Regions from separate parts of the Rattus norvegicus genome. Here region 1 is linked to region 2. Evidence: chromatin contacts called from public HiChIP or PLAC-seq data. All regions are on one chromosome and are shown on one strand. The core of a region is the stretch at or near the end of the contact, and the rest is flanking DNA. Distances in the headings are between cores, read along the strand shown. Region 1 holds the start of Lias (lipoic acid synthetase). Region 2 holds the start of Ube2k (ubiquitin-conjugating enzyme E2K).

Region 1 (6,897 bases), core at 1,144-3,643, 180 kb before region 2:
TCAGAACTATGAAGTGCTGAAATACCTTCACCACATCAAACACAACCATTCTATCCAAGACCCAAGGACAACGAACTGTAATAACTTCCCCGTCATCTCCGAAGGTGCACACATACCTGTCCTCATCCGAACCCTCCGGATGTATTTTTCACCCAAGAAATTTCGGATTTCAACCAGAGACCCATTCTCCTGAATAACGACGTTGATAGGGAAGTGAGCATACACAGACCTCATCTTGTAACGGAAGCCCTGGATCAAATAAGCAAGCTGTGAGCAATCTTGAACAAACTCAGTTTTCAGTTCAGGCTGGCCTAGATTCTGAAATTCCTCTTCAGCTTATTAAAGCTCCTGGGGGAAGCTTTGCTTTACCGTCTCCTCAAGAGCACAAAGGGTTTGGGGATTTAGCTCAGTGGTAGAGCGCTTGCCTAGGAAGCGCAAGGCCCTGGGTTCGGTCCCCAGCTCCGAAAAAAAAAAGAACCAAAAAAAAAAAAAAAAAAAAAAAAAAAGAGCACAAGAGCCTCACTTTTGGCATTAGGATATGGTGGAGTTACCATAGACACTACCAGATAATAAAGGACTTCAGACTATTAGGCTAAATAAAAGTCCAAGTTCTTCACGGGAACAGGGAGCAACAGGGAAGCATGATCAATCAGGCACACAAGAGACTTAAAAAACAAGGTGTATTTATGAAACAAACCTCTGCAGCACTAACTGTATTTTGGGAGAAAAGATTTGGAACAGTGACTTCAGATATGCACAAGTCAGACCTTTTCTATCCATTAGTCCCACACACCAACCAGTAATTCTTATCTCCACTATAACATACCTACCAAAAAAACCCTGAAACTGAAGTGTAGGAGCCTGCCCAGCAAATTCTTAGGTTTGATCTGTGGTACACCCCACTCTCCAAAACCTGGGTGTAGTTCGTAAGAGTGTATCCTGCCCCTACACATTTATATTCACAAAACACATCCAAGAAACCTCTTCCAAAGGGTTAAAAAGCATTGTGGGGGGCCGGCTTACCAGTGTCACACCCTTGATCATGTTCTGAACATGACTGCAGATGGTTCTGACAGTGGCCAGTTCCTTCCTGTTACCCCACCACTTGTCAACACGGAGCTGTAACAGAACAAAACTTTAGAATTAAAACAGCATTTCTACCTGGTGCATACAAGAGCATTCAAAAGACACAAATGCACTGTATGTCACAGTGTCACTTGCTCAGGACACAAGAGGGACGGTATACCTCACCCCTAAACCCTGAGAACACAACCAAGTTCACTCAGAGAAGAACTGAGTCTGAAAAGCCACTCAGCCACATGTGGGGAACATCTGTTACCCGGCTTCCCAGCATTGGATTTGACTTTATAATTTCACTGAAGCTAAATCCTAATTTCAAGCACCCAATCGGTATTGTTCAAAGTCACCCCTCTGCCTCCCCCCAGTGCTGGGATTAAAGATGTGTGCCACCTCGCCCGGCCAAAGGCACCAAGCCTCATGCTGTTACAAACACCTGAAGTATCAGAAGATACTGAAGTTCTTACCCTTTTCTTTTTCTTTCCAAGAAGACTCAGCTCTACATTGATGTGATTGAAGTCCCTCCTCAGAGTTCCTCTGGGGCCCTTCACAATGACTGTGCGCCCCTTCAGAGTGATGTCGACTAGAAGAGAAGATGAACTCGTGAGACCCCAGGCAAGGGACTAGAGCATGCAAGAAATATGTCAGAGCAAAGCGTGAAGCCACCTACCATTTTCTGGAATGTCGACAGTCTGATTGCTGAGAATGGTCTTCATTCTGAAACACAAACACCCGGGTAAGAAGGCTGGAGCAGGGAACGTTCTACACCAGACACCGAGCACAGTTCCGCTCCAAACGGAAATCGCCAGCTAGGAAGACAAGCAAGCCGGCAAGACACGAGTGGGTCCGTGACAAGGAGTGGCCTGGGGGTGCATGGGTCGGGAATGAGCGGGCACCAGAGAAGTGTTAGGAAGTCCGGGACGGCGAGCCATGGCGGAATGGCTGCGGCCGGGGTGGGACTGAAAGCCCGAACGCAACTTCTAGCTCGCGCCACCAAATCCAAAGGGCGTATGTCGTGCAGGGGGACAGTCGGGACAAAGATTCGGGGCATCGGGTCCATGCCGCTGGGGTCCCCAAGAGAGGATGGGTTTAGATTCCAAAGGAACGCAGGCCCTAACCTCCTCACCTCGCAGTAGATGGGGCAAAGAGAGAACGTCCTTCGTCATCACGTTCTTGTAATCCGTCAGGGCGCTGGCGTGTTGCGTCACGACCGAGCGACGGTTTAAGGCAAAACTACTCGATCACCGAGCTAGTCGAGTCGCGCAGGTTCGACGATCGCGTATTGCGTCATAAGTAAAGCGACGGACTTTGAGACCCGTCCTGTTCCGGGGGTGCTGGTTCCTCGGTCCCTTGACCCTCCTAAGATCTAAAAGAGGGGATGGCTTTACGCTGCTGGGATGCAGCTCGCAGCCTGGGGTCCCGGGTGAGCGACAGGAACGCCATTGCTTATCTCAAGTTCAAAACCAGGGAAATCGTTCCAGATATCTTTTTTAAAGCCGTGGCATATCTTAAGTATTGCAAACTTGTTAACATATTTTTAATACCCGTCTTAGGAATAGAAGACATGAAGATGTGGCATGTTAAGCCACTTCCTAAGGTTTTCTGATCTATATTTAGCAGTTATATTTGATCTGATCCCTACTTTTTCCCATTCGTCAGGGCTGAGTGTCCATCAGGGTCCCTGTAACCTAGGCTGGCTTGAAACTAAATTCTTAGATCAATTCTTAGAGTCCTCCTCACTCTGCCTCCTCTGAGTGCTAGATTACATGTTTGTGGCTTGCGGTTCTTCCACCCTGAGCCTTTTTCAGATTCTGATGAGTAGTTAAATCGTTTTACATAATTTCTGAATCAGTTCTTTGGCTTTCTGTAGATATTTGGAAGATATGCGTGCTCGGTTAGAGCATTAAGTTCTTTGCCAGATGAGAAAAAGAAATTTTTGCATAATGGGCCAGACCTTCAAGATTTTGTATCTGGTGATCTTGCAGACAAGAGTACCTGGGATGATTATAAAGGAAACTTAAAGCGCCAGAAAGGAGAAAGGTAATTGAATATGAGAGACCATTTTGATTTTGTGCACTGTTTTTAATCAAGCTTTGAATAGATTTTTCTGCACCCTTTGACCATTTTTCTTTGTCCTTCATAAAATGACCTGACCATTTTATACTGCCATATCCCATTTTATATCTAGCGTCTACTTGAGAAAGTATAGGTTTTCCTCTTGATAAACCTATTTATTTACCTTATTTATTTATTTGGGTTTTTGGAGATAGTTTCTCCATGAAACCCTAACCCAGGCTGGCCTCAAAACTGAGATCTACCTGCCTGAGATCCCAGGCGCTGGGATTAAAAGTGTATACCTCCACCCCCAGCTCTAATGTTCCTTTCCTGAGAAAGTTTACATATAGCCTATGGTTATTTAGTTGGTTTGGTTTTTGTTTGTTTGTTTGTTTTTGATGATGTACAGTTGCCTGCATACAGAAGGCTTTGGATGCCAGATTCATAACACACAATAAGCAAATAGTAACAGAAGCGTGGTGGGGATTTGGTGTACAGTGTTGTTTTCAAAAATACTTATCCAGGGGCTGGGGATTTAGCTCAGTGGTAGAGCGCTTACCTAGGAAGCGCAAGGCCCTGGGTTCGGTCCCCAGCTCCGGGGGGGGGGGGGGGAAGCTAAAAATACTTATCCAGGGGGCTGGAGAGATGGCTCAGTGGTTAAGAACATTGACTGCTCTTCCATAGGTCCCGAGTTCAATTCCCAGCAACCACATGGTGGCTCACAACCATTTGTAATGGGATCTGATGCCCTCTTCTGGTGTGTCTGAAGATAGATACAGTGTACTCATATATAAATAAAATGAATAAATAAAAAAATACTTCTCAAACAGCTTCTAGATCAGGGAAAACTAGGGATATAGCTTCCATTCCAAAGGTTAGACCTGTCTTTTTTGTTGGTTTTTTTCATTTCATGGCTTAAGTCAGAGTTTATATAGTCTGGGCTAGCCTTGAAATTACTATGTAGTTAGATTTGACCTTGAACTCCTGATTCTCCTACCTATTTGGATTAAATTGTAGCAACACAGATGTGAACCACTGAAATTAGCAAATTGTCTCCCTTATTAATGACTAGAGCCTAGAATGCAGGATAGATAGTGTGCACTTGGGTTCTTTCCTTATTCTGAGTTACTGTAGTAATTTGTAGTATTCACAGGGAAGAATATGCTAAAAGGCATATCCTTCCTTTAATTAGAACAGTATAGCAATGTACGTTTGAAGGTAGCTATAAGCATTGCACCCACTTCGACTCCATTATCAGTGTTTTCTAAAGCAGCTTAAACAGACCGAAATTTGAGTCTTTGTTCTTATTACTATAAAGGAAATGAGTTAGTTCAGAAATATGGAAAAGGCTATCCTGGGAATCTGCTAGAGCAAAGGTACATGCTTTCCACAGGTTGGTAATGGACCGTTCTCTCTGGCTTTCCCTAGGTTAAGACTACCTCCGTGGTTAAAGACAAAGATACCCATGGGTAAAAATTACAATAAGCTGAAAAATACGTTGCGGAATTTAAATCTCCACACAGTAAGAGTGTATTTCCTCTTTGTCTCACCCAGCATCTGTACTGTTTCCCCATATTTGTAAAGGGTTTTTTTTTTTTTGAGGGTTTTTTGTTTTGTTTTGTTTTGGGTTTTTTTTTTGTTTTTTTTGTTTGTTTTTGTTTTTGTTTTTTGAGATACAGTCTCATTAGGTGGCATAGGCTGGTCTGGAACTCACTGTATAGGCCTGTTTGTTCACAAACTTGTGATTCTCCTGCCTTACCTTCCCGGGTACTCAGATTATAAAATGGGTGGTGCCAGATGAGATGAGAAAGAATTGATTGATGAGTGTATAAAAGCAGCAAAGAGAGCAGATAAAGATGAAAAGTGAAGTGTTCTCAACAGTAATTAAAAGGTACATAGACGATTAGGGTGGGAGTGCATCCCAGTGTCGTCTCGTGTGTAAAAGCCAAGTCTAATTTTCCTACAAGACAAAAAAAGGTGATTAATTTCTTCTGAACTCTGTGGGAAGCATAGGCAGTCGTTTAGATAATCTGACTGTGGGCTGCAGAGATGGCTCAGTGGTTAAGAGCACTGACTGTTCTTCCAGAGAGCCTAGGTTTGATTCCTAGCACCCACATGGCAGCTCATAACCATCTCTAGTTATGGTATGAAATCAACTCTAGTTTCAGGGGATCTAACACTCACTCTCTTCTGGACTGTTTTGACGCAAGGCATGCATGTGGATCACAGGCATACATGCAGGCAAAAAAATCTATACATACAAAATTATAATAAAAATAATTTTTGTTTTTCCTTTTTTTTTTTTTTTCTCTTTTCTTTTTTTTCGGAGCTGGGGACCAAACCCAGGGCCTTGCGCTTGTTAGGCAAGCGCTCTACCACTGAGCTAAATCCCCAATCCCCTTTTTTGGTTTTTTGAGACAGTGTTTCTGTGCATAGCCCTGGTTGTCCTGGAGCTCACTACGTAGACCAGGCTGGCCTTCATATCCTCCTGCTGCTGCCTCCCAAGTGCTGGCACTAAAGGCATGCACCATCACCACCCAGCTACTAAAATAATCTCAAAAAAAAAGGACCACTAAAGAACCTAATACTCCATTGTTGGTAGGTCGGTCCTTTCAATCTGATGCATCGTTTCCCTTTTTCACAGGTATGTGAGGAAGCCCGATGTCCAAACATCGGAGAGTGTTGGGGAGGTGGGGAATATGCCACCGCCACAGCCACGATCATGGTAAGGCAACCTGGCCTCTACAGCTTAGTTCAGGATGGTATGGAGATGTCTAAACCCTCAGCCTAAAAACGTGAACTGTGAATGCCCAGTGAGACTCTTAGCACATATGAGTTTATGAAAATCACAGAGAGACCCTGATGATCTTGTCACATATGTGACTTCACCCTCTCTGAATTAATCTGTTATTGGATCTTCCATGTATCTGATATGGAACTCTTTGGTGCCTTAGGGTATGTGTTTGCATTAATGTTTGGAAATATTTTTCATAATTATATGTCTTGTGTATCTATCTGTGTGTCATCTACTTACCAAGCAGTACTTCCAGTGGAACCCCACTCAGATGTGCCTTCATCTTTCTCCTGAATAGCCAGATGGCTCAATGGGTAAAGTCACGTACCGTGAAGCCTGGTAACCTGAGTTCAACCCACAGGACCCACCAGTGGAAGGAGGAAACCGACTCTCACATGCTATTCTCTCATGTCCTAGTGTTCTCACACGTGTGCATACCCATACCCACAAAATAAATAAAATGCCACTTAAAAAAAGAATATATTTTTAGCTGGGCAGTGGTGGTGCACATCTTTAATCCCAGCACTCAGGAGGTAGAGGCAGGTGGATTTCTTGAGCTTGAGGCTAGCCTGGTCTACAGAGTGAGTTACAGGATACTCAGGGCTACACAGAGAAACCCTGTCTCAAAAACTTTTTTCCAAGTCATTTCTTGTTGATTATTGAGTTGTAAGGAATCTTTGCAAACTATGAGGTTGTAAAGAAAAGCAATACAACAGACCTGGTACCTCTGGTTAGACTTTATTTCTAGTTTGTTTGTTTGTTTGTTTGTTTGAGACAGGGTTTCTTTACATAGCCCTGGATGACCTGGAACTCACTCTGTAGACCAGGCTGGCCTCAAACTCACAAGAGATTTGCCTATCTCTGCCTCGCAAGTGAGCACCATCACCCATCTTAATTATTCTTAATTTTGTGCCTATGTATGTGAGCAAGGTGCATGTAGAGGGCATAGCCACTTGTTTACTCCATGTGGG
Region 2 (6,934 bases), core at 2,984-5,483:
ACAGGTGAAAAGATGTTTTACTATAATGGACAGGTGAAAGGACCCATGATGAAGGAAGAAGTATATGACTCCCCCATCCCCTGACAGTGGGGGACAAGCACTGAGCATTGCTTTGGTTTGCTCTGCCTCATTATTCTTTGCTAACAACACTCATGTATTGGTTTTCCTTACATGGCGTTGAGCTCAACTTGTGCTAAGGCAGCCATTAAGAGAAACTGTGAGATTCCTGTGGCAGCTTGCTGCTCCAGCAGTCTCACCTCAGGCCGGTTGGTGAGTCTTGCATTTTCTTCATGAACTATAGATGCTGGTTTGAGCCTGGTGCCTGCCCAGAGGCTGGTCTGTAGCTACTGAGTCTCATTAGGTATTTGCTATGGGACTGCACTGCTGCCGAAGAAGATAGAGCTCACTCCCCAAAGAACTGTTGTTAAACAGGTCACTTCCCCATATCCTAATAACTTTTTTCTTCCACTAGCTCTTCTGGATAGTGGGTTAGAGAGGTTGTACCCTTATTAAAAGTAGGTTGCAAAAAGTTCATGCCTGTATTACATAGTTTTTATTATAGCTTGGATATGAAGTTCCTCCCTGAAAACATTCATGTTTTGAAGACTCAACTAGGGGATCTAATCATTGAGTGGTAGTTGGATCATGAGGGCTCTGATTTAATCAATATATTGACCCAATGATGGGTTCATAATTTCATGGCATTATGGATGAGTTGATAGAAACTTTTGAAGGTGCTGCTAGAGGAAGTAGTTTACCAGATCTAGGGGCTGGTGAGATGGTACAGTGGGTAAAGTTGCTTGTGGCTGTAGTAAATATGAGTCTTTTTCCTATTCAATACTATAAAAATCTAAGTTTACAACAAGGAATTTGAGTGTTTTTTCCCCTCTCCAACCTTGTAAGTTTTTATGCAAATGTTGCAATCCTTCCTCTGTTTGCACAAAGGTACTTGCACACTTGATGGCCTAGGGTAGTGACCCCTTTCCTTCACTTCCTTTGCACCAATTCCTTTCATACTAATTAATACTGTGAGGTGACCCCAGCCAGCCAATGAGGAAAAGACACAGGCACTACCAAATGCACTTCCTATCTCACTGTGTTCATGCTTCTGAGTATATCTTGTTGATCAAGGGGAAGGTTTGCCTTTTTCAGACTCCTCAGTTTAAATAGAGGGCTCTTTTTTTTCTTTCAACCCTGAATTTATTTCTAACACTGCCAAGCCTGATGACCTGAATTTGATCCTTTGACTCATATGGTAAAAAGTAGAGAATTGACTCCCTAATTCTTTCTTTTGGAATAATTAAAAAAAATCTTTTGAGTGAAGAACTTGCTATTATTGGGGTCACCTTCTGGGGTCTGCCTTTACTCCTAGAACCTGAAAGGCAGAGACAGGTGAATCTCTTGAGTTCAGCCTGGTCTACAGAGTGAGTTTCAGGGCAGCCAAGGCTACACAGAAAAACCCTGTCTCAAAAAGCAAAAAAAGAAAAAAAGAAAAAAAGAAACAAAACAAAACAAAAACCACCCCCAAACCCAAACTAAAACCAACCAACCAAACAAACAAGAGGTGTGTGTTTAATGTCGCCAGTATTCAGGAGGCAGAGGCAGGTGAATCTTTTCTGAGGCCAGCCTGGCCTACCATGAGCTCTGGGCCTGCCAAAGCTACATTGAGACCCTGTCTCAAAAACAAAAAGAAAAGAAAAACCCCAGGGCAGGCAAGCTCTAGATTTCAGCACCTATCAGGAGATAAGGGGGCAGGGAGCCATTTAAGGTGACATGGAGGTCAGACACATGGAGAACAAGCAGCCATCTGTGGCAAGCCTTACAGAAAGAGTGAGGAGGCCCAAAGTATTGGGAGAAAGAGAACGTGTATCAAGGAAAAGCAATGCATTAAGCAAATGGAAAGAAGAAAAGTCATATTTGGACAGTCGGCAGACTTACAAGCAGAGCTGCCACTCAGCTCCTAAGATACTGCACAAGGGGTGGAGATTCTGGGATGGAAAAGTACAGTATCTCATTAAAGAACTAATTATTCCACCTATCTCTCTAGTATGGCTTAAGGTGGTCCCTTTGCCAGTTACTGAACCAGCCCAGCTGGAATGTCAGGTCTCCAACCCAGACTACAGATTCCATTCTCTTGACCAGAAGTTTTTCTCTAGGCTACCTCAAACTTGCCAAGAAGCTGGGGTTAAGGGAGTAAGTCAGTTTAGAATTATGATTTACAGATAAGCTGCAAAGATAGCAGAGATTTAAATACACTCTTTACTCACCTTCTTTAATGTGAAGGTTGAAAATTATGGGGCTTTGCCAAGACCAAGACATTAACATTGTTACAGCACTACTCAGGAAACTATTCAGACATCACTAGTTACATTCTCTGGTTCCCTAGAATGTTAATAGAATGAATTTGAAAAGTGGCATTGTAGTTAAATAATTACTTGCATTAAAAAAATTCACAAACTTTGGTCTGGTGTGGAGGAGTCTGTCTGTAGACTGAGCACTGGGGAAGCTGAGTCAGACAAGGTTTCAGTTTGTGGTCAGCCTAGGTTGTATGTACACATAAACACACACACCCATTCAACTTGGCTGAACTATAGGGCAGTCATAGTTCACATACTTGGCTCGCACAGGCCCTGGGTTCAAGCTTCAGCACAGAAAAGAATCCTTTCTTTCAAAGAAATCACCGGACCTTTATAACTAGTAGCCCCTGTCTGAGTGTCGTTGTTTCTTGAGGTTGGACAGAGTGGGATAGAAAGTGTTTTAGGTTGTATTGGCATAGATACCTACAACATTTCTAGATTTATATCATAGCAAAAATCCTTTGTAGTGTTCAGTTGTTCAGTATATAGTTGACGGTCCTTATAACCACTAGAGGGCTCTGCTATAAGATCTTTTATAATTTATGTCTGTCTACTCAGGGAAAGGCTTTGAGATGTTTCAGAATTTTGAACTCTTAAGTTTAAACAACCTCCTCATTTCACAGACGAGGGAACCGCAGCTGGCAACGGATATAGGAGAGAAGTGGGAGCACTCTTAGACTGGTTTCTCTCGAACTCATGATCCTCCTGCTTCTGTCTCCCAATCTAGGATTACAAGCCTATACCACTACATTCAGCTCGTATTAGTCTTATGATGGAATACTGAACTGATTGATTAGGTGAATACATGAAACATACTCCTAAAATAATACCTTCATTATTTCACAATGTTATTTTCAAAAGTATTCCTCAGCATCTACATTCCGTTATTTGTTTTAAACTCTACTAACCACTTTCAAATAGCCTCTCAACGTTGTTGCTCAATTAAAACATTTTACTCGGTCATCTTTTCTCCACTCAATTATATTCACTCACTGCTTATTGACATCTACGAGCGCCAAAAACCTTTGTAGGTCTAAAGTTCTTTCGGCCTTCTATTTCTCCAACTGTCACTATAAATTATACAGACTTTCACATGCTTAATTCAGCCATTCTCACAGCGTGGTCGCTGAAAAACAGGCAGCAGGGAGTTTGCTCGCAATGCAAATTCTTAGCCCCATCCAGACTCTAGGGATAGGTCCTAGTAATCTAACCAGCTCTCCAGGGATTCCGAGGTGCGTTCAAGTTTGAAAAACATGTTAGTTCTACAGCTCAGCATTGACTATCTAAACAGGTCAAAGATTTAACTTCTGGCTTTTAAACTCATCACAGGCCTGTCCCCGGCAACACCTGTATCAATTACAACCCGTGGGACGCAACCATTACACAACCTTAAAAATCTGTAATACCTGAGATGACCGAATAATAGTTGCGTTATCATGGTTCCAGAACAAAAGCTACGGCAGTGGATATCCCGGGGGTTTACCAACGGACGCTGGGCAGGACCCAGTTCCTGCATAGTTTTTTCCTCCGCTAGACACAGGGAGGCACCTCTAGCCCGTGGGTTCTGGGTCTGGCCGAGTTAGAGCGAGGCTCAGCCCGGCTGGGGCCCCGGGAACCCGCCAGGCGGGGCTCCCACCTCGGGTCCGTGGCTAGGGACTGGAGGCCTCACCGTAAAGGGGGCCGAGGGGCAGGGGAGGACCCCGCAGGCCCAAACCCCGCGGACCGGCACAGAAACCGCACCCTCCTGGCCCCAGCCGCCGGCAGGGCGGAGCCACGCGGCCGAAGCCCCGGCTGAGACGCGCGGCGCGGGCTCGCTGCTGAGACGTATGGGGCTACCACTGGAGCGGCTGCGCCGCCCGCCCGGGTCAGCGTGGTGCGCATGCGCGGACCCGGCGCCATTTTGGTGGCCGGGCGCGGAGGTGATTCTACACTGAGGGGGAACGCGACGGCAAGGGTGGCAGTGGCAGCGTTCGTGTGCTCGGGTCTGAATCACTGAGGGAGGAGGCGGTGGAGGAAGAGGTGGCAGCGGTGGCGGTGGTCGTAGCGGTGGCGGAGGAGGCGGGTACGAATCAGCTGCGGGCAGAGACATGGCCAACATCGCGGTGCAGCGAATCAAGCGGGAGTTCAAGGAGGTGCTGAAGAGCGAGGAGGTCAGGAATGAGCTACCGGACACCCCCATCTCAGCCCAGGGCGGCAGGGCCCTTCCTTCCGCGACCCCGGCGGTCCCAGCCGGCCTCGCTGCGGCCGCCTTTCTGCCTATGGGGAAGCGGCGGTCTCCCCTCCTCCTCCCGCCGCCTTTCCCTCCCCTCCCCGGGCCCTGGGATAGGCGGTCTCGCGGGCGGCCGGCCGGCCTGGGGAGGAACAGGGTTTGGGGGGCAGATGCCGAAGCACTCGTCCCGGGCACGTGAGCTCTAGAGAGAGCCCCGAGGCGGCGGCAACAACATCTGGAAGTGTGACTGTACGGTGGGGAAGGAACAGGCCGAGAAAACCCGGGAAGTGGGTTGGGGGAAGGGGAAAGGTAGTAACTAGATCCCCGGCAGCAGCGCACCTCACAGGCCCACGCTTTCAGGGGTACTGGGGATATTGCCTGCCAGGCCTTTGCTGTCTTTTCCTTGGGGAAGGAGCCTTCACAGTCTTTAGGTATAGACGAGAAGACTTTCAGTTGCTCCCTTACGGTACAGTGCTGGGGGATCTATGGAGACATAATGGGCATTCTTGAATTGGGAAGGGGTGTTGAAACAATTTTCACTATAGATAAAAAAATAATTCCAAATTAGATAGTCATCTCTTTTCTACGTACCCAGCCAGTAAGTAACTAGGCCTCCTCACTGATATTTAAAGCTTTTTGTCTAGTCAAAGGCAAGTTGTTTGTTAATTAAATGATTTGAAATAGGAAGAATAATGGGAGTGTGTGAGTAGCTTATTTCAAAATACTGTTCACCCGTATCAGAGAGGCTCTCCTAGGGTAATGCCTCTGTGACTAGTGTTGTACTGTGAAACTTCATTATGATGTCCCTCATAGTTAACTTGAGTCTTACTTTTAAAAAGAGGCCTATTAAAACCAAGGGATTTCATCAGATACACATTGTTGTAGCTCATTATTGAGTTAGGTTTATTTTTCTGTCACAAAATATATCAGGAAATAGCATATTTAAAAAATAAAACTCTGACTGCCTGTAAGTCCTGCAAATTTTAAGCATATTAATGCTTACCAGATTTATTTATGTGAAATATTGAAAGTAATAATTTTACTCTGCTATAAAAGTGCTAAATCGACAAAAATGCCAGTTTTTCTATGATTGAACTTAACAATTCTGAAAGTAATTATTTTTTTCAAGGTTCACAGTTTTCCTATTATGCTTGCTTGGTACTCTGATAATGTCATTAATGATTTTTAAAATTCGTCATTTTAAGCATATGAGAAATTGTTAGAAATCTTGTAGCTCTCCAGCTTTATTGTGCCCCCAAGCTTGCAGACAATTATCCATCGTTCCAAGTAGACATGAAGAAAGTCACTTAAAATTGAAGTGACAATGTTAGCAGCGTTAGTGAGCATACTAAGAAATACGTAGGGATCTGTCTTACGTAGCATGAACTCTGACCTCTGTATTCATTTGCCAAAACTCTGAATGGAAGGATGACTTTGTATTTTTGTGAAACAATGCAGAAACAATATGAATGACAGTATTCACATTTTTAATGGTGATTTATTTAAACTTTTTCTTTAATAAGCAAACTTAGTTTGGGGTCGTTGTATATTCTTATGTTGTTAACAACCTACAACATGTATTCTATAATAAGGTTGTATGGGTCTTTAGACCTCTCATGCTTTCTTTTATCTAAAAGTGTCAAGTTACTGCCCTGAAAATTGATATACCCTCTTTGCTTTGTGTGGTCTGACTTTTCACCATGGCATTTGGTGTTTAAGTTGAAGATTATCGGCATTTGTATGACTCTAGTAGTACATATTATTACTATTCTACTATTTAACTGATGGGCTGAGTGGCCAGCTCCATTTACTGTTCTACTATTTAATTGATGGCTGAGGAGCCTGATGACCGAGTTCAGATTCAGACCCACATGCTAGAAGGTTTCTCTTTGACCTCTACACCCAAGTGTGCAAATCGGATAAAAGCTCCTCCTCTGGTTAAAAACATTGTCAATGGTTCTCAGGAAGGAAATAGGAAATATGAGTTCAAGAATGGTGCCTTAAAAACCTAGCAGGGAATTCAGTTCAAGGAAGTAAGTTGCAAAGAATATTTTGGAAAAGATCAGATAAAATTTAATATTGTAAAAAACCACAGCCAACAGTTAGCTTTATCCTCACCAGTATTTTATTTCATTTCCCTAGATAGGTTGTGTTGATTTCACCTGAGTGAAGAACCCATAGTGCAGTCTACATATTTCCCTTTTAAGTGCGTAAATATGAGCTTTTTTTTTTTTTTTTTCGGAGCTGGGGACCGAACCCAGGGCCTTGCGCTCGCTAGGCAAGCGCTCTACCGCTGAGCTAAATCCCCAACCCTAAATATGAGCTTTTGAGTAGTTGGTCAAGTCATTAATTCACCGTGTCATACAGG

Evidence for each region. HiChIP or PLAC-seq counts read pairs in DNA pulled down with a chosen protein or histone mark.
Region 1: an H3K27ac HiChIP or PLAC-seq map of oligodendrocytes shows a contact between it and region 2, with 2.7 times the contacts expected there. The contact joins the promoter of Lias here to the promoter of Ube2k in region 2.

Annotation. Positions count from the first base shown.
Region 1 is chr14:43,242,919-43,249,815 of GRCr8, reverse strand. Lias (lipoic acid synthetase) reads left to right here and starts at 2,393. Exons shown (of 10, transcript NM_001012037.1): 1 at 2,393-2,500; 2 at 2,948-3,117; 3 at 4,561-4,654; 4 at 5,777-5,857. The coding sequence starts at 2,456. The region is part of intron 1 of Rplp2l3 (ribosomal protein lateral stalk subunit P2 like 3); the gene reads left to right. It overlaps Rpl9 (ribosomal protein L9), which reads right to left and starts at 2,226. Exons shown (of 8, transcript NM_001007598.3): 1 at 2,204-2,226; 2 at 1,748-1,794; 3 at 1,545-1,660; 4 at 1,024-1,119; 5 at 117-249. The coding sequence starts at 1,793.
Region 2 is chr14:43,069,513-43,076,446 of GRCr8, reverse strand. Ube2k (ubiquitin-conjugating enzyme E2K) reads left to right here and starts at 4,233. Exons shown (of 7, transcript NM_001106006.1): 1 at 4,233-4,507. The coding sequence starts at 4,445.